Linked DNA regions of Mus musculus: all the other regions are linked to region 1. The links are chromatin contacts, called in public promoter capture Hi-C maps. All regions are on one chromosome and are shown on one strand. Each heading gives the region's core, a stretch centred on a gene start, on an enhancer-like site or on the middle of the called end of the contact. The rest is flanking DNA. Distances are from core to core; before and after follow the strand shown.

The links. Promoter capture Hi-C pulls out the DNA fragments that hold promoters and counts their contacts.
Region 2: a contact with region 1 is called in a promoter capture Hi-C map of liver, with 2.1 times the contacts expected there. The contact joins the promoter of Psmd8 here to the promoter of Fbxo17 in region 1.
Region 3: a promoter capture Hi-C map of pre-B cells shows a contact between it and region 1, with 2.4 times the contacts expected there. The contact joins the promoter of Dll3 here to the promoter of Fbxo17 in region 1. A contact is called at or near these places in 3 of 39 promoter capture datasets (liver and pre-B cells) and 1 of 115 datasets of contacts at active chromatin or transcription factors (large pre-B cells).
Region 4: a contact with region 1 is called in a promoter capture Hi-C map of neutrophils, with 4 times the contacts expected there. The contact joins the enhancer-like site here to the promoter of Fbxo17 in region 1. A contact is called at or near these places in 9 of 39 promoter capture datasets (the 3T3-L1 cell line, the C10 cell line, hippocampal neurons and 4 more) and 1 of 15 datasets of contacts at CTCF or cohesin (the NIH/3T3 cell line).
Region 5: a contact with region 1 is called in a promoter capture Hi-C map of liver, with 3 times the contacts expected there. The contact joins the promoter of Ryr1 here to the promoter of Fbxo17 in region 1. A contact is called at or near these places in 2 of 39 promoter capture datasets (liver and pre-B cells) and 1 of 9 other capture datasets (pancreatic islet).
Region 6: a promoter capture Hi-C map of the HPC-7 cell line shows a contact between it and region 1. The contact joins the promoter of Med29 here to the promoter of Fbxo17 in region 1. A contact is called at or near these places in 21 of 39 promoter capture datasets (the 3T3-L1 cell line, 3T3-L1-derived adipocytes, the C10 cell line and 11 more), 2 of 15 datasets of contacts at CTCF or cohesin (large pre-B cells and pro-B cells), 11 of 484 Hi-C or Micro-C datasets (B cells, the C10 cell line, the G1E-ER4 cell line and 5 more), 19 of 115 datasets of contacts at active chromatin or transcription factors (acute myeloid leukemia, bone marrow-derived dendritic cells, bone marrow-derived macrophages and 12 more) and 3 of 9 other capture datasets (embryonic stem cells, liver and pancreatic islet).
Region 7: a contact with region 1 is called in a promoter capture Hi-C map of the C10 cell line. The contact joins the enhancer-like site here to the promoter of Fbxo17 in region 1. A contact is called at or near these places in 21 of 39 promoter capture datasets (the 3T3-L1 cell line, 3T3-L1-derived adipocytes, the C10 cell line and 13 more), 5 of 15 datasets of contacts at CTCF or cohesin (CD8 T cells, the NIH/3T3 cell line, embryonic stem cells and 2 more), 5 of 484 Hi-C or Micro-C datasets (B cells, the G1E-ER4 cell line, embryonic stem cells and 1 more), 10 of 115 datasets of contacts at active chromatin or transcription factors (the NIH/3T3 cell line, bone marrow-derived macrophages, craniofacial prominence and 6 more) and 3 of 9 other capture datasets (adipose tissue, liver and pancreatic islet).

The regions. Positions count from the first base shown.
Region 1 is chr7:28,715,475-28,718,334 of GRCm38.p6, reverse strand. It overlaps Fbxo17 (F-box protein 17), which reads right to left and starts at 1,545. Exons shown (of 7, transcript NM_015796.2): 1 at 1,297-1,545.
Region 2 is chr7:29,179,371-29,182,070 of GRCm38.p6, reverse strand. Psmd8 (proteasome (prosome, macropain) 26S subunit, non-ATPase, 8) reads left to right here and starts at 1,398. Exons shown (of 7, transcript NM_026545.3): 1 at 1,398-1,794. The coding sequence starts at 1,426. Catsperg1 (cation channel sperm associated auxiliary subunit gamma 1) reads left to right here. Exons shown (of 28, transcript NM_001368407.1): 27 at 1-38; 28 at 145-539. The coding sequence ends at 399.
Region 3 is chr7:28,300,499-28,303,198 of GRCm38.p6, reverse strand. Dll3 (delta like canonical Notch ligand 3) reads left to right here and starts at 1,414. Exons shown (of 9, transcript NM_007866.2): 1 at 1,414-1,515; 2 at 1,634-1,915. The coding sequence starts at 1,453.
Region 4 is chr7:29,024,004-29,026,703 of GRCm38.p6, reverse strand. It overlaps Ryr1 (ryanodine receptor 1, skeletal muscle), which reads left to right. Exons shown (of 106, transcript NM_009109.2): 90 at 2,360-2,700. Among named protein-coding and RNA genes, the nearest start is that of Gm38979, 4.2 kb to the left of the region's middle. Within about 2 kb of position 1,348, at least 70 of the 459 cell types and tissues checked have an H3K27ac peak or open chromatin away from gene starts, as enhancers often do. A contact at or near this core is called in the NIH/3T3 cell line, neutrophils and pre-B cells, where this site is marked.
Region 5 is chr7:29,123,788-29,126,487 of GRCm38.p6, reverse strand. Ryr1 (ryanodine receptor 1, skeletal muscle) reads left to right here and starts at 1,337. Exons shown (of 106, transcript NM_009109.2): 1 at 1,337-1,523. The coding sequence starts at 1,473.
Region 6 is chr7:28,391,357-28,394,056 of GRCm38.p6, reverse strand. Med29 (mediator complex subunit 29) reads left to right here and starts at 1,367. Exons shown (of 4, transcript NM_026042.3): 1 at 1,367-1,606. The coding sequence starts at 1,394. It overlaps Paf1 (Paf1, RNA polymerase II complex component), which reads right to left and starts at 1,061. Exons shown (of 14, transcript NM_019458.3): 1 at 803-1,061; 2 at 359-388. The coding sequence starts at 849.
Region 7 is chr7:28,410,007-28,412,717 of GRCm38.p6, reverse strand. All of the region lies in intron 3 of Samd4b (sterile alpha motif domain containing 4B), which reads left to right. Among named protein-coding and RNA genes, the nearest start is that of Paf1, 18 kb to the right of the region's middle. Within about 2 kb of position 1,372, at least 64 of the 459 cell types and tissues checked have an H3K27ac peak or open chromatin away from gene starts, as enhancers often do. A contact at or near this core is called in 3T3-L1-derived adipocytes and adipose tissue, where this site is marked.

The DNA of each region.
Region 1 (2,860 bases), core at 296-2,795:
AAAAGAAAGGACTGGGCTCTCTCACATCAATCACTAATTAAGAAAATGTACTACTGGCCAAACTGATGGGGGCATCTGTTCAGTTGTGGGACCCTCTTCCCAAGTGATGTTAGCTTGTGTCAATTTGACATAAAACTAGTCAGCACACGGTCATTGTTTAAAATCAGATTTGCGCAGAGGCAGGCTCTGAGTTCGAGGCCAGCCTGGTCTACAGAACGAGTTCCAGGACCGCCAGGGCTACTGGCGAAAAACAGAACAAAACAAAACAAAACAAACCACTAAAATCAGATTTGTGTTATTTATACTTCCAAGACAGGGAGTGGAATAAACTGAAGAAATGAACTCAGAAGAACAAACGTTACACGGAAAGGAATAAACACAGCTGAAATGCATCAATGTAGCTAAGTCAGGAAACAGCCTGAGACCCTGAAGCACGCATTCTGCAAAGGGGCTGCCAGCCAGAGTGATCCAGCCGCGGCCCAGGGCCTACATGTTGGTCTGGGCTGGCTATTTCTTTTCCCCCTTTTCGGTTGGCTATTTGGGACATGGGTAGAGCTGCGAGAGGGGGTGCTGGGAGAACCTTTTCTTCTTTTTTTTTTTTAAATTTGATTTTAAATAAAAAGTAAGATGTTATTGTTGCGCAAGTGTTTGATGTGTATGCGTGTTAGTGTGTGGGTCAGAGGACAACACGTGGGTCTCCATTCTCGCCTTTAACTCTGAGTCTTGAGAATCACCAGGAGGCTTGGCGGCAGGCACTTTTTCCTGCCACCATCGACCCGGTAGACCTAGTTCCATAAAAACAAAGTATGTATGAAACGTGGGAAATGAAGCCCACTACTTTGTATGCTATCTTAAATGTTAGTAAAAAATAGTAGGGTGTGGCTGCGCACGGGTTTAGTCCCAGTACTGAAGAGGAAGAGGCAGGGGGATCTCTGAGTACAAGGCCAGGCTGGGCTACATAGCAAGGCCAGTCAGAGGTACAAAAGAAAAGAAAAAGAAAAACCACACACACACACACACACACACACACACACACACACACGGAATGTAAAGTCTTCTCAGTGGGACTTGTAGCTTTGCAACTTGCACGTGTACAGCTAGCTCAGTGTAAGAGTGCACTGCATAAGGGAAGAGTCTGGGAAACGATGTACAGACTCCTGGAGACTGCGTCCCTGGGGTGGGGTGGGTTGGGGGCGGGGAGGGGCACACAGAGCCAGTGGAGAGACTCCTCCATTCTCCAGACTGCTCCAGCCGCTGGTTTGGACACGACCCTCGAGTCCCATCCCAGGTCCGTACCTGTCCGGGAGCTCACCGGGCGGCCTGCTCTGAGTTGGCGGGGAAGATCCAATCCCTACCCGGCGCTGGAGGCAGTCGAAGAGTAACCCGAGGTCCGGGAAGTCAGCCCCGTGATCTGGGGTCCTAGTGGACCGTCTTCTTCTATGCTCAGGATCCCGGGGCCACCGGGCAACGTTGCAGCCTGAGTGAGCCCGGCCCAGGGCCGCCGAGCTAGGCCGCCTGTCCCTGAAACGTGGCTGCCAATCCCCTGGTGGACACCCCGGGCACCTCCCCTGCCCCCTTCCCTGAGACCCGCCCCGCCCCACTCTTCCGCCCCAGGCAGCTTTTCCTAACACCGTCGTCAGGGTAAATTCTTTGGTCCCTAGCGAAAGGCTCAGCTGTGGCTCTGACCGCAGATTTGAAACCAGAGAATGAAAGCAGAGACAGGATCGGTTCTTGGAAGCAGAATCCGTCTTTAGCAGAACCGTTCAACACGCGGGCTCCGCAGCAATCGCTACTCAGCTGTTCAGCTTAAGCGAACCCTTCCCCTCCAGGAAGATCAGCGACGCCCCCCCCCCATGACTCCTTAAATTTATTTATTTACTTATATATTCACTACCACCACCACCCATCTCCCACCCACTATGTAGCTATCCAGGAACACTATGTAGATCAGGCTGGCCTGAAACTCACAAAGATCCCCCTGCCTCTGCCTCTTGAGTGATAGGCTCCAAGGCAGATAACAGTACTTCTCAGCTATTGTTATTATTTTAGATGTATTATTTATTTTCATTTTGTGTGTGTACTGGGTGGTTTTGTGTGTTAACTTGACACAACTAAGAGTCATCGGGGAGGAAGGGGCCTCCGTTAAGAAAATGTCTCCATGAGATCCAGCTGTAGGGCATTTTCTCAATTAGTGATTGATTGGGGGGGGGGAGCAACCCATTATGAGCGGTGCTGTCCCTGGACTGGTAGTCCTGGGTTGTATAAGAAAGCAGGCTGAGCAAGCCATAAGGAGCAACCTTCCACTGCTTCTGCATCATCTCCTGCCTCCAGGTCCCTGTTCTGTCTGGGTTCCTGTCCTGACTTCTTTCAATAATGAACAGCAATGTGGAAGTATGAGCCAAATAAGCTCTTTCCTCCCCAACTTGTTTTTTGGTAACGGTGTTTCATTGTAGCAATAGAAACCCTAACCAAGACAATGTATATGAGTGTTTGCCTTCCTGTGCCTATGTGAACCACATGCATGCAGTATCCACAGAGGCAGGCAGGGGTGCTGTGAGCCTTGGAGTTACAAATGGCTGTGAGCTATTGCAGAAACCAGACTCAGGTTCTCTGTAAAAAAAACAGTCAACGCTCTTAACCACTGAGCCATCTCTCCAGTCTTTTCCAGGGTCTTTGTCAATCACTTTTCATTATTTATCTATGTACTTATTTATTTTTTTATGTGTTTTTATTGTGTGTAGGTGCAACACATGCATGGGAGTGTCGTTGCATGTGTGTGGGTCAGAGGTCATCTTTCCTTCAGCGGTGGGTTCTGGGGATTGAACTCGGGTGTCGGGCAGGCTCCGTCATATACTGAGCC
Region 2 (2,700 bases), core at 149-2,648, 460 kb before region 1:
TACCGCTCAGCAGCAAGCGGTCCTCCTTCATTGTTATGGTGAGTGGCAGCCAAAGGCTTCCTTACTGGGTGGGCAGGGGGTTCACCTACTACTATACCCCAACCCCAACCCCGACCCCTTGTGACTGTTGTACTGGGCTTGCAGGTGTCTACCAGCTTCTTTATAGCCCTGGTTGTCTTCTACATCCTGTTCTGCCTCGTGTGGCCTCACATAGTGAAGGCCTGGGTCTCATTTCGCTGGAAGATTCACAACATGATGGCACCAGAGACCTATTCATCTTCCTCCTCTTCTGGGGGCTTCACCCTCCATTCTCACAGCTCAGAGGGAAGTTTTGAGGGTCCCTCCAGACCAGGTACCAAAGAGGACAATGTTCAAGCTAAGAGAGCAAAGGTGGCCTGAGTCCCTGGTCTGTACTCTTCCTCATGAACCCTTAGGCCTCTCCTCATGGGAATGCAGCCTGCCACCTCCCCAGGACTTTCTGGTTGGCTAGAATGCTCATGTCTCATTCAGACCCTAATAAAGCCTCCTTGCAGAATCAGTCCCGAGTCCTCAGAAAGGCTCACGTCCGCTTGGTTTGTACCAGCACAGCTGTAGTTAACTGTCAGAATGATGTCAGAATCTTTTATTTTCAAGATGGCACAGCAGATAAAGGAGCTCTCAAGCCTGACAACCTGGGTTTGATCCCCAGGCCTCATGAGATCTAAAGAGAGAGCCGACTCTGTGAAGCTGTCCTCTGACCTCAACATGGGCACATGCACGCACACACACACACACACACACACACACACACACGCATGCCTGTAGGCCAGGCTGGCCTGGAACTCAGAGATCCGCCTGCCTCTGCATCCCAAGTGCTGGGATTAAAAGCGTGAACCACAAAGCTCGGTCTGTAATTCTATTTTAATTTCAAAAATAAGAAAAAAATGGAATAAGAGAAAATAAGAGAAATGGCTCAGTGGTTAAGAGCACTGACTGCTCTTCCAGAAGCCCTGACTAAAATTCCCAGCAACCACATGGTGGCTCACAACCATCCATAAAGGGATCAAATACCCTCTTCTGGGGTGTCTGAAGACAGCCACAGTGTACTTATATACATAAAATGAATAAATAAATCTTTTTAAAGAGTCTGAAAAAAACGTGGAAGAATGATGCTCTGATAAACACGAACGCCTAATCTTAAATCTCACCTGCTAGTCCTCTCTCAGCCTGCCTATGTAGTGACACCTGACAAGTTTTCCAAATGGCTCCACATCGCCACCCCTTGACGTAGAGGCGGTACCCTTAAGATGGACATTCCACAGGCCGAAGCCAGCGAGGGTGGCCATGGTGACTACAGGTGGGCGGGACATTGTGGGCATTGTTTTCAGTTGGAGCGAACGGACTTCCGTTCGCCATTTTGAATGACAGCAGAGGCGGAGCTGCGGCATGTTCATTAAGGGTCGGGCTGCGAAGACACCCCGAGGAGAGCCGCGGCGCTCCTCCCGCGGGGGGCGGAAACTGGCAGTGGTAGCTCCGCCTCCAGTTTTGGGCTCCACCTCCCGGCCTCATTTCCGCCGGGAGTCCATTGCCCGGCGTCGCTGCCGTAAGTCGGGTCGGCGGCTTGCCGCATCACGGAAGATGGCGGCCACAGCGGCTACGGTGAACGGGTCGACCACCGTCTCGAGCTCCGGACCCGCGGCCACCTCGGTCGGGATCCTGCAGGCAGCGGCCGGCATGTACGAGCAACTCAAGGACGAGTGGAACCGGAAGAACCCGAACCTTAGTAAATGTGGAGAAGAACTGGGCCGCCTGAAGGTAAGAGGTCGCCGGGTCCTAGATGCCTAATGCCTGGGGGAAGGTGACAGACGGGAGATCGAGGCTGGTAGAGCGGGCCCTGAGGTGTCGTTAAGGGAGTGATGATGGAAAGATTGGTTCTGGCAGAATCGAATGAGATGGTTCGAGCTTTGTTACTTGGAGGGAGGCAGGAAGGAGTGGGATCAGTGACAAACGGGGAGATAGTGAAAAGAATAAGTCTGAGGTGACGGGACGTTGAGGGAATGTGTGGCAAATAAAGCCCAGGTAAGCTGTGAGGGAGCAGAGGTTAGGAAACACCTGTGTGAAGAGGGGCAACAGGAACAGTTTGAAGCCAAAAACGAACCTAGAAGAGCACACGTTTCGGTTGTAAACACACTCAGGCGGATAGAAGGCCAGTCTGGTCTTCAATAGCGAGTTTGAGGAGGCTGGGCTACATAGACTTCGTCTCAAAATATATATATAATAATAATAAGTAAACAACAACAAAATATGTGTTAGGTTCCCAAGTTTACTAAGGAATGGTGTCTGGGATGGACTGGGGGGGGAGGGAAAAGGAATGCCCCACATTCCTTGTTACCCCTTCTCGGGCACACTGTGGTGGAGGTCTTCCCAGACCTGCATATAATGGCTGAACACGATGTCCCACACTTGTAATCCTAGCACTCGAGAGGCTCACACCAGGCTCTCCAGTTCTAGACTAGATTGGCCTGCCTGGGGAGATGCTGTCTTAAACAAGAGAGAAACCTAAAACAAGCTAAATATAGCAACAGGAAGAATTGAGGTCATGGGCGTCTCCCTACCCCATGATCCCCCTGGGTCAGGCACCAAGTGCCTCGTGTTTCTCAGTGGAGTTACTAATATTTGTAAGATGAGGTAATCCAATTGGTACGCTCCGTGTTCTTGGGC
Region 3 (2,700 bases), core at 165-2,664, 420 kb after region 1:
TGCTGTTTTAGACCGGATGGAATGATCTGGAGCGCCTCTTTGGAAGGTGTGTGCCAGCAGAGTCTACAGTGAGAGGAAAAGCTCCTGGGATGGCTGGTCGGGCAGGCATGATCGTCCCAGGGCCTCAGCCTTTGCTGTTCACAATGTGTTTGCTCCAGGATCCTCCTCACACCCCAGGCCTTAGCAGGGGCTCTGTTTCTGTGCGTAACAAAGTCCTAAACAGCTAAGACTTTCAGAAATCCCTTAAAGTCTGCTTTATTTGTGATTCAGAGCTCTGGAAATACCACCTTGCCTCGTGGTGAAGCAAAACCAGGTGTGGTAGGGTTTTGTGGTATTTTCCTGTATTGGTTTTGAGAAAGGCTTTATGTCGTCTAGGCTGGCTTCTTTCTCTTGTTTGTCCTGCTTCTGCACTGCTGGGATTACAGGTCTGCCATGCCCACCCACGCCTCTTTTTCGACTAAACATTTAGTGGGACTATAGCCGTCTCCCCTCTACAAGACAAATGTGGATATAGGAGCAACTTATATTTTCCCTAAAATTACTAGCTCTGAGTATTAACTTAGTATTTACTGGGGGTGGGGAGTGGGTTTCCTCTGTTTCTGCAGCCTTGCTCACCGTCTGACTTCAGCACACTAGCCTGGGCACCTGCACCTAAATTGTTTTACTTGCCTGGATCCTGCGAAATCCCACCTCCTCGCCCCCCGGGGTGGGATGAGCAGCTCCATTCATCTGGGGTGGAGAGTGGGGCCCTGGTGCCCGAAGACTGAAGACTAATTTCCTGTCCGTTTGCCTCTCACACCTTCCTGAGCCCAAATGGGAGGCCCAGCTGCGGCCCAAGGGGGAGGGGCACGGCCGCCCGGCAGATGGCGACATTTACATACAGCTGGGAGGCCCCTCCAAGACCAGGATCCTAGCCTGGCGTCTGGTGGCGATACTGGCTTCGCGGAGGGGGGGCTTTGTTTTAAGAAGGGGAAACACACATGCATACACACGAGAGGTCTTCCACAAACACACAGGGGTCCACACAAAGAACTCAGGATTCTTCCTCACCGCCTCCTCTGTGGGGCTCCGAAACACAACCTCACACACAGCCGGCTGGAGACGCATTCACTGCACTCATGGGTTCATAGGGTCCTCCACAGCGGACAGGAGCTCACATAAGTACATACATGATAGAGAGGAATGCACCTGTATTTCCGTTCTCCCACTTCAGTACGCACAGTATCTTAGAAATTAACCCCTGCCGCTTTCAGATTGGCGCATGCAATCACACTCAGGATGAACCTCACCAAGTCGCCCACATAGAGTTACTGTATCCCTTTCCCTGGGACCCCTCTCGGCCGGTAGCTAAAAGACTGGCCTGAAGGGGCGGAGCGTCCCCTCAAATATAAGACTCCGGCATCCAGCAGCTGCGACTCCTGAGACTATTTCCCCATCCTGTCCCCCAAAGCAATGGTCTCTCTGCAGGTGTCTCCGCTTTCCCAGACGCTGATCCTGGCTTTTCTTCTTCCTCAGGTCAGATACAGAAAGGAAAGGAACAGATGGGGTTGGGCCGAGACCTGGAGGTCTTAGAGACTTTCATGGGGCACACAGATACCTAGGTCCCTTAACCTTGTGGCCCTCTCTGTCCCAGGCACTGCCAGCTGGTGTCTTCGAGCTACAAATTCATTCTTTCGGGCCAGGCCCAGGCCTCGGGACCCCACGCTCCCCCTGCAACGCCCGAGGCCCTTGCCGCCTCTTCTTCAGGGTCTGCCTGAAGCCCGGAGTCTCCCAGGAGGCCACCGAGTCCCTGTGCGCCCTGGGCGCAGCACTGAGCACGAGCGTCCCGGTCTATACGGAGCACCCCGGAGAGTCAGCGGCTGCCCTGCCGCTGCCTGATGGCCTCGTACGTGTGCCCTTCCGCGATGCTTGGCCGGTGAGTCCAACCTCCACCTCTTTCTGTCCCCCCCCAGCTCCCGACACCATCCCGTGCCCCAGAGCCTTTACTACCCCCTCCTCTCCGAAACCCACATTCCCAGACCCCCTCCGCTATTCTCTTCAGGGATGTCTTAAAACTGGGCTTCTCATCTTTTTGTGGTTGTGTGTGTGTGTGTGTGTGTGTGTGTGTGTGTGTGTGTGTGTGTGTGTGTTATACTCACGAATACGCTTTACAGCGATATGTGGACAATTTCAGTTCTGCCCTTTATTTACCATGTGGGACCCAGGGGGTTGGACTAAGGTTTTCAGTAAGTGTTTTTTACCCAGTGAATCCTCTTCTCATCCTGTTTTGTTGTTATTGTTTGTATTTTGTTTTGTATTTTTAGAGACAAGCCTGGCTGTCTCTGAGTTCACTATGTAGCTAAATCTGGTCGTGAGTTCCTGATCCTCCTGTCTTCACTCACTCCCATCTCCCAAGTGCTGGAGTTATGGGGTGCAATAGCAAGTCGAGTTGGGGTCTTTGTCTTTATTCTAGATCTCTTCTTTGGACCTGGGGCTCCTCTCAAGCACTTTCTTGAGGTCACCTAATCTCTCATGTTTCCAGCCTTAGTTCTTTTGGTTGGGACATCAGGTCACTTACTGAATCCTGGTCCCCATCCCTGTACCCTGCACATCTCAAAAAGAATCAGGGCCCGTATTTGAAATGTAGACATTGTTGGGAACTTTTTCCATATTTTATTTCCTCACCTGTAGATGGGAACACCTTAGTATGTCCTTTTGGAC
Region 4 (2,700 bases), core at 99-2,598, 310 kb before region 1:
GTGGCAGGCTGGTGGGGCCTCGGGGTGGCTGGCAGGACCTGGGGGCAGATGGCGGGGCCTAGGGACAGCGAGTGGGCTTTGGCATTTAATGTGTATGGTACGCAGTCAAGGGAGGTTCTGAGCAGAGGGCTCAGACCTGGAGCAGGTTTTTTCAGAGTCCCTCCCACTTTGCGTAGAGATAGGGGTGCCTCGGGGAGTCCCCTGTGATGGTGGGAGACAGAGGACGCGGGACCACAGGGAGAGAGAAGACACGAATGGGCCCTGCATCTGTTCTGAAAGCAGAGCTGAGAGTTCTGCTGAGGAATCTGATGTGGGCAATAAGACAAGAGACAGCAAGCAGATATGACTCAGAGATTTTAACTTAGGCATGTTGGGTGGATGGGGGCTGCCACTTTTGAAATGCATAAGGCTGGGGAGCTGGGGCAGTTTGCCTTCTAAAGTTCACTTCTGGATTCAAATGTGATCCTCCATGCCTGTAATCCCAGCACTCTGGAGGTAGAAACAAGAGGGTTGTCAAGAATCCAGGGCCAGCCTGGATAAAAAGTTGCAGGCTAGCCGAGGCTACATACATAGTAAAGACAAAATGTATCAAATGTCACATGGGTCAAGATTCTGGAATGTGGTCAGAGCCCAGATGGGACACCTGGCAATCATATGTGCACCGTGACATTGGAGCCTGAGATCCCAGTGTTATCTCATGGGAGGTGGAAAGCAAAAAAAGATGCAGCTCTCAGACCCGCCCACCCCACCCCACTCCAGCCGTTCCAGGTCTGGATGTGAAGGTGACTCCTGCGAAGCAGGTTGACTAACAGTGGCCAGAGAAGGTGTTACAAAAGAAGGCACATGTGTATGATGATCCCTGGGGCCCTGTGTGAGGCAGGTGCCACTCATCACGGGACGGAGGATGCGGCAGGGTGCATGATGAGAAGTTCCTGTGTGACTGAGTCCCCTTGCTCTGTGGTTTTAGAGCCTTTCATGATTTGCAAAGCCTGTTACTCATTTAGAAAGCATTTTGCAAAGCCCTTGGCTTTTCACAAAGGACAGCCCGGAGCCAGGAAATTTCGCTTCTGTTTATACCCCAGAGCTGCATCTCTCTGTCTGCATTCTGCAGCCCATCTGTAAGTCAAGCTGGAAGCCCACCTAGTAAAATATGACCAGCATCTTTCAGTATAAACAGAAGGCTGAGGACTGTTGCATAGCTAAAGTCAGAATTGAATTGCCTCTTGAAATTTTGTTTTGGTTTTTGGTGGTTTTTTTGTCTTTGTTTTGTTTTGCCCTGGGTTTGGTCCCAGAATTGCCTAAACTGGGCATGGTGCTGCATGCGTGTAATCCCAGCACTCAGAAGGCTGAGGCAGGAAGATTGGAATTTAAGGTCAGCTTTGGCTATGTAGTGAGTTTCAGGCCAGCCTGGCCTACATGACACTTTGTCTTAAAAAAAAAAAAAAAAAAGCAAAAGAAAGGAAACAAGACAAGACAAAAGATAACAAACAACAAGAAGCTAACATTGTGGCAAATGCCTTTGATCCCAGCACTCAGGGGGCAGAGGCAGGTCTGTAGTTAGATGCAGGCCTGGTCTACAATAATGGGTTCCCAGGCAGCCAAGGCTACATAAACCCTGTCTCAAAAAAGCAGGATCAAAATTATTTTTTAATTTAAAAAAACTCACCATTATTACCTGGGAGCGGTGGCGCACGCCTTTAATCCCAGTAACTAAGAGGCAGAGACAGGCGGATTTCTATGAGTTTGAGGCCAGCCTGGTCTACAAAGCAAGTTCCAGGGCAGCCAGGGCTACACAGAGTAATCCTATCTGGAAAAACCAACACCAACAATAAAACAAAACAAATACCATTATTTTACCAAGAGCATGGCGGCCTTTTACGTTTCTGTTTTGGGATCAGAGGCACGGACCTCCACACCTGTTTATACAGCACTGCAAACCCATCACGCATCTGGCATCTGAGGCAAGCATCCGACCAACGGAGCCTTTTGTCTTATTTTGTGGGATTTTATTGTGTTGTTGTTGTTGTTGTGATTGTTCTTGAAACAAAGTCTTACTATGTCATCCTGGCTGTCCTGGAACTCACTATGTAGACCAGGCTGGCCTGGAACTCTCATGGAGACTGGCCCTGAACCCGGCTGGCCTCGAACAACTCACAGAGATCGCTGCCTCTGCTTCTCAGGTGCTGGGATTAGAACAGTACACCCAAACTTTTGCAAGTAGTTGTTACTGATGCTGAGGCCCTTGAATTCACTCCCTCTCTCTCCTCCCCCTCATCCCCCCTCCCTCCCCTTTTCCTTCCCTGCTCCCCCTCTTCCTTTCCCTCCCCCTCTCTCTCACCTCTCCCACCCACCTCCACAGGCCATGGACAGCCAGAAGCAGTTCACTGGCCCAGAGATCCAGTTCCTGCTCTCGTGTTCCGAAGCAGATGAGAATGAGATGATCAACTGCGAAGAGTTTGCGAACCGCTTCCAGGAACCAGCACGGGACATTGGCTTCAACGTGGCGGTGCTGCTTACCAACCTGTCAGAGCATGTGCCCCACGACCCGCGCCTGCGCAACTTCCTGGAGCTGGCTGAGAGCATCCTGGAGTACTTCCGGCCTTACCTGGGCCGCATCGAAATCATGGGCGCATCGCGTCGCATAGAACGGATCTATTTTGAGATCTCAGAGACCAACCGTGCCCAGTGGGAGATGCCCCA
Region 5 (2,700 bases), core at 88-2,587, 410 kb before region 1:
GGTGGGGTGGGGTGGGGTAGGGTGGGGTGGGGTGACGCATTTGTTTAACCTCAGTGCTGGGAGGCAGAGGCCTGGGATGTTTGCGAGTTCAAGGTCAGGCTGGTGTTTTCTCTCCCCCCTCCCACACCCATGCCCCTGCCCCCCAGTTTTGAGACAGGGTATCAGGTAGCACAGGCTGGCCTCCAGCTAGGGAGCTGAGGTTGACTTTGAGTTTCTGATCCTTTCTGCTTGCTGGAATTACAGACTCACATGGCCACTCCCAGTTTATGGATGGAACCCGGGGCTTTGTGACAGCTAGATAAACATTATATCGACTAGGGCATGCCTGCAGCCCTGTTTTTGTCTCTGTTTTGATACAGGGTCTTTTTTTTTTTTTTCTTCCTTTTCTTTATTTACATTTCAAAAATTTTCCCTGTTCCAGATCTCCCCTTCGGAAACCCTCTATCCCATCCCCCCTCCTCTTGCTTCTATGGGGGTGCTCCCCCATCCACCCTCCCACTCCTGTCTTCCCACCATAGCATTCTCCTATACTGGGGCATCCATTGAACACCCTTAGGCCCAAGTGCCACTCCTCCCACTGATGTGCAACAAGGCCATCCTCTGCCACATATGCGGCCGGAGCCATGGGTCCCTCCATGTGTATTCTTTTGTTGGTGGTCCAGTCCCCCGGAGTTCCAGGGGGTCTGGCTGGTTGACACTGAGATAGGCTCTTATTATGCGGTCCCAACTCCAGATTTACAATCCTCTTGCCTCAATCTCTTCAGAGCTTGGATGATAAGCCATACCACTCTGTCTGGTACTAAGTGATTTTTTTTTTAATGTTAGGGGATGTGGTGTGCATCCAAGCTACAACTGTGTGATTCTGCAGCAAGGGTGAAGCTCAGTTTAGCCATTAAGAAAGGGATGGAACTAGGCTGAGGGTGTAGCCCAATGGTAGAATGCTTGCCTGGCATGCAAGTGATCTAGGGTTTGAACCACGGCATTACATAAATCAGATGGGGCCAGAGGTTCAAGATCACTCTTGACTACATGTGGAGTTTAAGGCCATTCTGAAGTACATGACACTCGGAGGGGGAGGGGAAGGGGAGGGAGAGAGGAAGGGGTAAAGGGAGAGCCAGCCAAACAAATATATACATGATATCTCACTGTGACCATGGCCACTCAGCTACTTTCTAGACACCCAGTTCACTGGAGAGAACGAACACCTTCCACCAAGAGTTTGTGCTGTGGGCGGGGTTCTGAACAGGGGCGTAGCTTGTCCCATGCTTGCCCAATGGGTGTGCGGTGGGGCGGGGACCTTCTCTCATTGTGTCCCGCACAGGGCATGCTTCCTGCAGTTCCATCTCCCTCGCGGGTGCCTCTGGCTTCCCTAGAGGTCTCCGACCCCAGCCCGCCCTCAGGTTCCCCGCCAAGCCTGCAGCCCCCTCTCGCCATCCTCAGACCCTAGCCCGGGACACCCGGGGATTGCCATCATGGGTGATGGAGGAGGTGAAGGCGAGGACGAGGTCCAGTTTTTGCGGACGGTACGTTTTTGTCTGGGTCCGGAGGTCTTGGGTGATTTCTTGCTTACTTTTCTGAGAGTCTCTCTGTCTCTTCCCTGCTTGCTGGTGGTCTCTGAAATCCGAGGTCACTTTGTCTTTCCGTTTTTTCTCATCACCTTTTCGACCACGGAGAATTAGCAGGATTTAGGAGGACCGAGTGGGCAGGAGAGGGTGGGATCCTCAGACGCCCTCTCCTGACATAAGAGATTTGGGGTCATTGAGGAAGCACCCCGCCTCCTGCCGTTCTGGAAGCAGGCACTTGAGGAAGGTGGTTCTAATTCTTGGGCTTAATTTAGCTGTCCTCCACCGCCACCCCAGCCCTCATTCCCTTCTTGCTCCAGGCTCTGACCTATTTAAATTCTTGGGAAGGGGGCTGGGGTGGGCTGGACAACACCTTTCTTTTCAACTCCTAGTCTTTGGCCGTCTCCTTGGGGGTCTCTTGGAGCTTCAATGTACTTTTCCCCTCGGTTTTGGCGAGGAGGATTTAACTATGTCAGCTAATGGCCTCTGAGGGTACCTGGGTGATGAAGTCTTTCTCAGCTCCTTGGTATATCTTATGTCTGAGTCTCTGTCTCTTGGCCCTTGGCTTCAGCCTTCTGCGTGTGGCTGTCCCTCTGATCCTGTCTCTCTGAATCTCAGATCTCCAGCTGGGGGCAGGGATGGGACTTGGGACAACAGGTGTCTCTCCCAGAATAGCCCTCTTTTCTGGGCTCTGGGTAGGGGACAGGGAGGGGACAAGAGGGGGAGGGGCTGCCTTTTTCTTAGTCCTTCCCACCATATCCTCCCATGGGCTGAGATGGGGGTTGGATATGGGAGATGGTCTCTGTTGGGGCCAGGTCTGCTGACCCTGCACTCTCTCCCCCCCAACCCCCCACCCCCGAGGTCCTGGGTCCACACAGAAATGCTGACGCAGCATTCCTGACCCAGAATAGGACCCTGGTAGGCTGGGTCCGGTTTCTTGGGAGGGAGGAACAAACAGCTGGGGCTGGTAATGAAGGATGGGGACAGCTGGACTGTGAAGCCACTGGAGGAGGGCCTCTCCCCAGCCCCAGCCCCTTAGCCTACACCATGGCTTTCCATTGCCCTAGTAAGCCAATGGCTGTGGCTCCCAGCTGCTGAGCAGTCACTGCACCAGGCCCCGTGCCCAGGGCCTCAGCCT
Region 6 (2,700 bases), core at 118-2,617, 320 kb after region 1:
GGTGTCTGAAGACTGCTACAGTGTACTTACATACAAACAAACCCTGCCTCAAGCTGACAAGATACCTCAGCAGGTGAAAGTGCCTGCTGTCCAGCCTAAGGAAATGTCTTTAGACTGCCACTCAGAGCTAAGGTGTGTACAATTTAAACACACACACACACACACACACACACACACACACACAACCCTAGGCCTGTGCTGCTGGGCACATAAGGCTGCAATCCCGGCACCCATGAGACTGGGGCACAAAGACCAGTCTGGGCCACTTTATGAGATTCTCCAAAGCACAAAAAAGGCCCCCTAACCGCCTCCCCTGTTCGTGTTCCACCCCTCCTGGAAAACGGAGCTGGGAGCTTACCTCTCAGGCAAGGTCCGGTGGGAATTGGGCCTGGTTTCGGGGAGAAGAGAGAGAGAGAGAGAGAGAGAGAGAGAGAGAGATGTCAAGAGTTGGCCATGTGAGTGGAAAGGCCGGCCCCCGAATTTCTGAAGGAGTGATGGTGATGATGGTGATAAAGCATGAAGCCAGATGCTCAATCCCCTGAGGAGAGCAATCCAGAAGCTTCACTGAAGGAGACTGAGGTCTGACTCCCTCCCGCAAGGTGCAATTCCGAAATTGAATAGCAGGGGACCAGGAAGCGACCGCAGAGCCCAGGGGGGACCGCCCCTTCATCGGGGGTGAGCGCTGCGCGACCTCGGGGGCCGACCTGAGGGAATCAGTGATGTCGCAAGCAGCCCCCCTCGGCCTAGTCCCCAGCTTGCAGCTCACAAAACAAAATGAAGCGGCAGGTGACAGGAGACCTACCTGTGGCCATCTTCCCTCTGGGCCTGGGTCTGGATGGTGGGCGCCATCGCGACCAGGCGACGGCGGCGCGGTAGGCGTCCTCGCTGGCCGCAGGCGGACGCTGAGTGGCGTACCGACTTTGAGAGACGCCGGATCCAAGGACAGGCTCCCGTAGACGCCGGGCTCCGCGGGGAAAGGGGATGAAGTGGGCCGACGAGAAGGGCTCGGGTGTGACTGAAGTAAGAGCACAGACAGCGTCGGACACAGACTTGCAGCTCCCGCTCCGACTGCTACCAAGACGCAGAAGACTAGACAGGTCGCTCCTGGCCGCAAGGCCTTCAGGGAAATAGAGTTTGGTCAGTCCTTCACAGTGATTGGCGAGCTGTGGGTGAAGGGGCGGAGCCGTGGGGGAACTCCTCTTATGATTGGCGAAAAGATATTCCACTCATGGCCTCGGATTTGGGAGGGCGGAGAAAAATGCATATCCTCTTCTCCCATTGGCTAATCTGTCGGTAAGGCATGGCTAACTAGGAGGTCAGCCAACTGAAAAAGCTGAGGAGCTACCGGAGCAGACGCATTTATGACGCATTTCCGGCGTTCTAGCGGAGGAAAATGGCTGCGCCCCAGCCACAGGCTGCAGCGGTTTCCTCTGCGTCTGGTGTGTCAGGCCCGGGTTCTGCCGGGGGTCCGGGTCCCCAGCAACAGCCACAACCGACCCAGTTGGTGGGTTCTGCCCAGAGCGGGCTCCTGCAGCAGCAGCAGCAGGACTTCGATCCTGTGCAGCGCTACAAGATGCTCATCCCGCAACTGAAGGAGAGTCTCCAGGTGATGGGCCCTGCGCGGGGAGCAAGAGGGGCTGGCTGGCGGGCGGGCGGGCTCCGGGGACGAGCGCCGAGGGGCTGTTTGTTGAAGGAGAGATCGTAGGTCGGGAAGAGAAGACAGACTAGCTGTGTTGTGTTTGTGTCTAACCAAAGTGAAGCTCCGGTCAGCTGTAGTGGTGGCGCGTTCTTAATCCCCGTGCTGGGACAGCAGAGGGGGACGGATCTGAGCTCGAGGCCAGTCTGGTCTATAGAGTTCCAGGCCGACCAGGGTCTACATAGTGAAACCCTGTGGAGAGAAAGGAGATGAGGATGAATGACAATTTTTGTTTGTTTGTTTTTTTTTGTTTTTCGAGACAGGGTTTCTTTGTATAGCCCTGGCTGTCCTGGAACTCACTCTGTAGACCAGGCTGGCCTCGAACTCAGAAATCCGCCTGCCTGTGCCTCCCAAGTGCTGAGATTAAAGGCGTGCGCTACCATGCCCAGCATGAATGACAATTTTAACTGTGTATGGTAGTGCAAGCCTTTAATTCCTGCCTTCTGGAGGCAAAGGAAGGTAAATCTTTTGAGTTCCAAGACAGCCTTGGCTACACAGAGAAACCCTGTCCCAAAAAACTAGATGGAAGTGGGGGAGGCAGGAGGAGAAGAGTAAAAAGAGAAACCGTTCTGGTTAAGTTCCGTGCAGAAGTACGGCCTAAGTGTCATTTCAGTCCATGATGACTAGATAAAGGGTATGTCCAGGAAGCTATTAGTGGTAATTCCAAACGAGAGCAGGTTACTGAAAAATTACAGGGAGATTGGGGGCTAGAGAGTTGCCTCAGCAGTTAAGAGCACTAACTGCTTTTCCTAGTGGTCCTGAGTTCAAATCTCAGCAACCACATGGTGGCTCATAACCATCTGTAATGAGATCTGATGCCCTCTTCTGGTGTGTCTGAAGACAGCTACAGTGTACTCTTATAAGAATAAAGTCCTTTAGAAAGGCCGGGCGCGGTGGTACACGCCTTTAATCCCAGCACCTGGGAGGCAGAGGCAGGCGGATTTCTGAGTTTGAGGTGAGTTCCAGGACAGTCAGGGCTACCCAGAAAAACCCTGCCTCAAAAA
Region 7 (2,711 bases), core at 123-2,622, 310 kb after region 1:
CCTGAGTTCTCTTTAGCTCTCTCAGGATTTTTGTCTCTGGTCTTATGTTCCAGCATGAGAAATATATCTGTAAATTTGATACTGCAGAGCATCAGCTGTTATATCTGAGCATTAGGGCCAAGTGCTTTCAGCAGCACTGTTACAGATACAGTCTCAGTTAAGCCTCCTAGACCATTAGGCCCATTTCACAGATGAGGACTTAGAACTCAATGAACTGAAACCACATAGTTGAGATCTCACATAGAATAAATAGTGGAACTGGCAAAGTTCTGGCCCTGAGCAGTCTGGGCCAGAGTTACCTCTGACTAGTGCTGCCCTGACCAGCTAAGCCCAGAGGTTGGGTGAAATAGGAGCTGGTATTGAGGTGCCTTTTTGAAACGTTAGCTGAGATGAGCAGTGTAAGACACAGTGAATAGCATGACCTGATTGAAGGTGAATGCTCAAAATTTAGCCTTAGGTAGTCAGCCCCTTTCAGCAGGCTATGGTTAAAGTAGGCCAGGGAAGATAGGGCATTTCCAGAGAACTCTAGCAACCCTAATTACCTTGGATTTGTTTTCTGGTTTTGGAATACCATACTTCTATACTGGCTTTGGAAGCTATATTAATAATGGTTATTATGACTGGGAAATATTGAGCATTTTGCTCGGAGCTAGTCTGAGGACTTCAGAGCTGTAAACTCTAAAACTTGGCTTAGTCTTAGAAGTCATCTGCCCAAGATGATGTCAGAATTCAATCCAGGCAATATGGCTCTGGATCTCAGAGCCTGAACACGTATACTGCACTGCCTCTGTGCTCCCTGGCTCAGAACTCTTTTGTTTTTGCTTTCCCTTTTGGCAACACTTGGGGTAGAACTCAGAATTGTGGCCATATTAGACAAGGCTGTACCGCTGAGCTGTAACCTTGGCACTCCAGTAGCTTTGAAGGACCAAAGCTTTCAGTGTTGGATAGGGTTCTGGAGCAAAAGAGAAAAGAAAGGACCATGCCATGTAGAGGGCACAGCATGATTGAAAGGCATGGTGGTGTCCAGTAGAGGGTCAGTGGGTAGCAAACAGGTCTATAAATTGTGCGAGTGATCATATTAGTGCATGCTAGGCTAACTTGCAACCAGTGAGGACTGCATATGGACAAAGAGACAGGCTCCTATCCAAGAGCACTGATTTTAGAGGTAGTAGAATTAGGATTTGAACTCACAACTTAGGGGCACAATTTAGGGCTTTGAAGGATAAAATGAAACATTTGGATATCAGACAGTTGCAGGAAGCAGGAAACAATTAAAATATTTTTGAGTGGGAAGAAAGATTAGCCTGGGAGGGCAGGCAGGGTGAGTTTGGTGTACTGCCAAGGACAGAGCAGGATTTCTTGGAGAGTACAAGGCCATGGATCTGCAGCCGACATTCCTGTTTTTATAATCCTCAGTCAGTGGCCAGCCTCCACCCCAGCACAGGCCAAGCAGGGTTCCTCAGGAACTGCATGGTCATTCTAGTTGGGGTAATTTCCTGTCCTCTCAGCCTCACCAGCCCACTCCTTGGCTAAGAAGGTAGAACAGAGGTGGCCAAGCACACCAAGATAGGCACAAAGGCCTGTATTGATGGTTTTCCAACCTCGGGGCCCAGAGTGCTGTCTTCTTCCAAGAGGCCCCAAATGGGGCAGAAGCCAGAGTCCACAGTGTCTAGAAAGTTGGAAGGAGCCTTGAGTAGAGGACTCAACAGGCTCTTGGGTAATAGCAGAGCCTGACACTGGCTGTGTGCAGTGGGCCAGTCAGTATCCTCTCTTGGAGAACTTTCTGACTAGGAGCATCAATATTGTCACAGATAGTAATGGAAGGTGCTTCGGGGCTTGTGTCAGGGTGGCCTCCTGGGTAGGGTGTCACTGGGCACTGACAGGGACCTCAGCCTCACCATCAGAACAAGGCCTGTACTCTTTCTCTGGCTCTTCTCTCCTCCCTGTGGGAACTGGGGCAAAGGAATTCAGCTTCCTGGGCCTTGTCCTCACCTAACCAGGCTTTTTGGCTTTTTCTTTTTCTCTCTAGGCTACCACGGGGACTGCTGGATTCCCTGTGCTGAGCTCGCAGGCCCTGTTAGCACTCATTTGTTCTTTATGAAACTCAGTTGGAAGGCTTCTGTGTGATGTATACTGCCCTGAGCCTGAGGTGCAAAAGTGATTAGATTAGGCCCTGTTGCTGTTCTTCATAAACCCACAGACCAGTACAAGAGACTGGCCAGCACAGAGAGGAACGAGTGCCTAGCTTTCAGGGGCCAAAAGGAGGTGCTTGAGCAAGACCCAGAGGCAGAAGCTGAAAGGAATACTGAAGCAGTGATAGGTCAGGGAAAAGACAGTGGCAGCGTCTGGGTGTTTGCTGTCTTGCCTAGAGAACCAACTTGGAGCCCTTTGCTTATCTCAGAAATGGAGTGGACTATGAAATAGGGAAAAGGTTTTGACTTCATCCTGAGTTACAGGCCTCTTAGGGGGTCAGTTTGGATTCAGTCCAGGAAAAAATAGAGATGTGAGGTCTAGTCACAGACATGTTTATAAAAAGCAGTTCATTAGCTAAGAATGATGGTGTATACCTATCCCAACACTTGAAAGACTGAAGCAGGAGATCATGAATTTGAGGTCAACCTGGGCTGTATAGTAAGTGCCAGGCCACAATAGCAACACCCTATCTTAAGCTCCCTCTTCTCCTGAAAGTAACAAGGGACACTTTGTTGGCT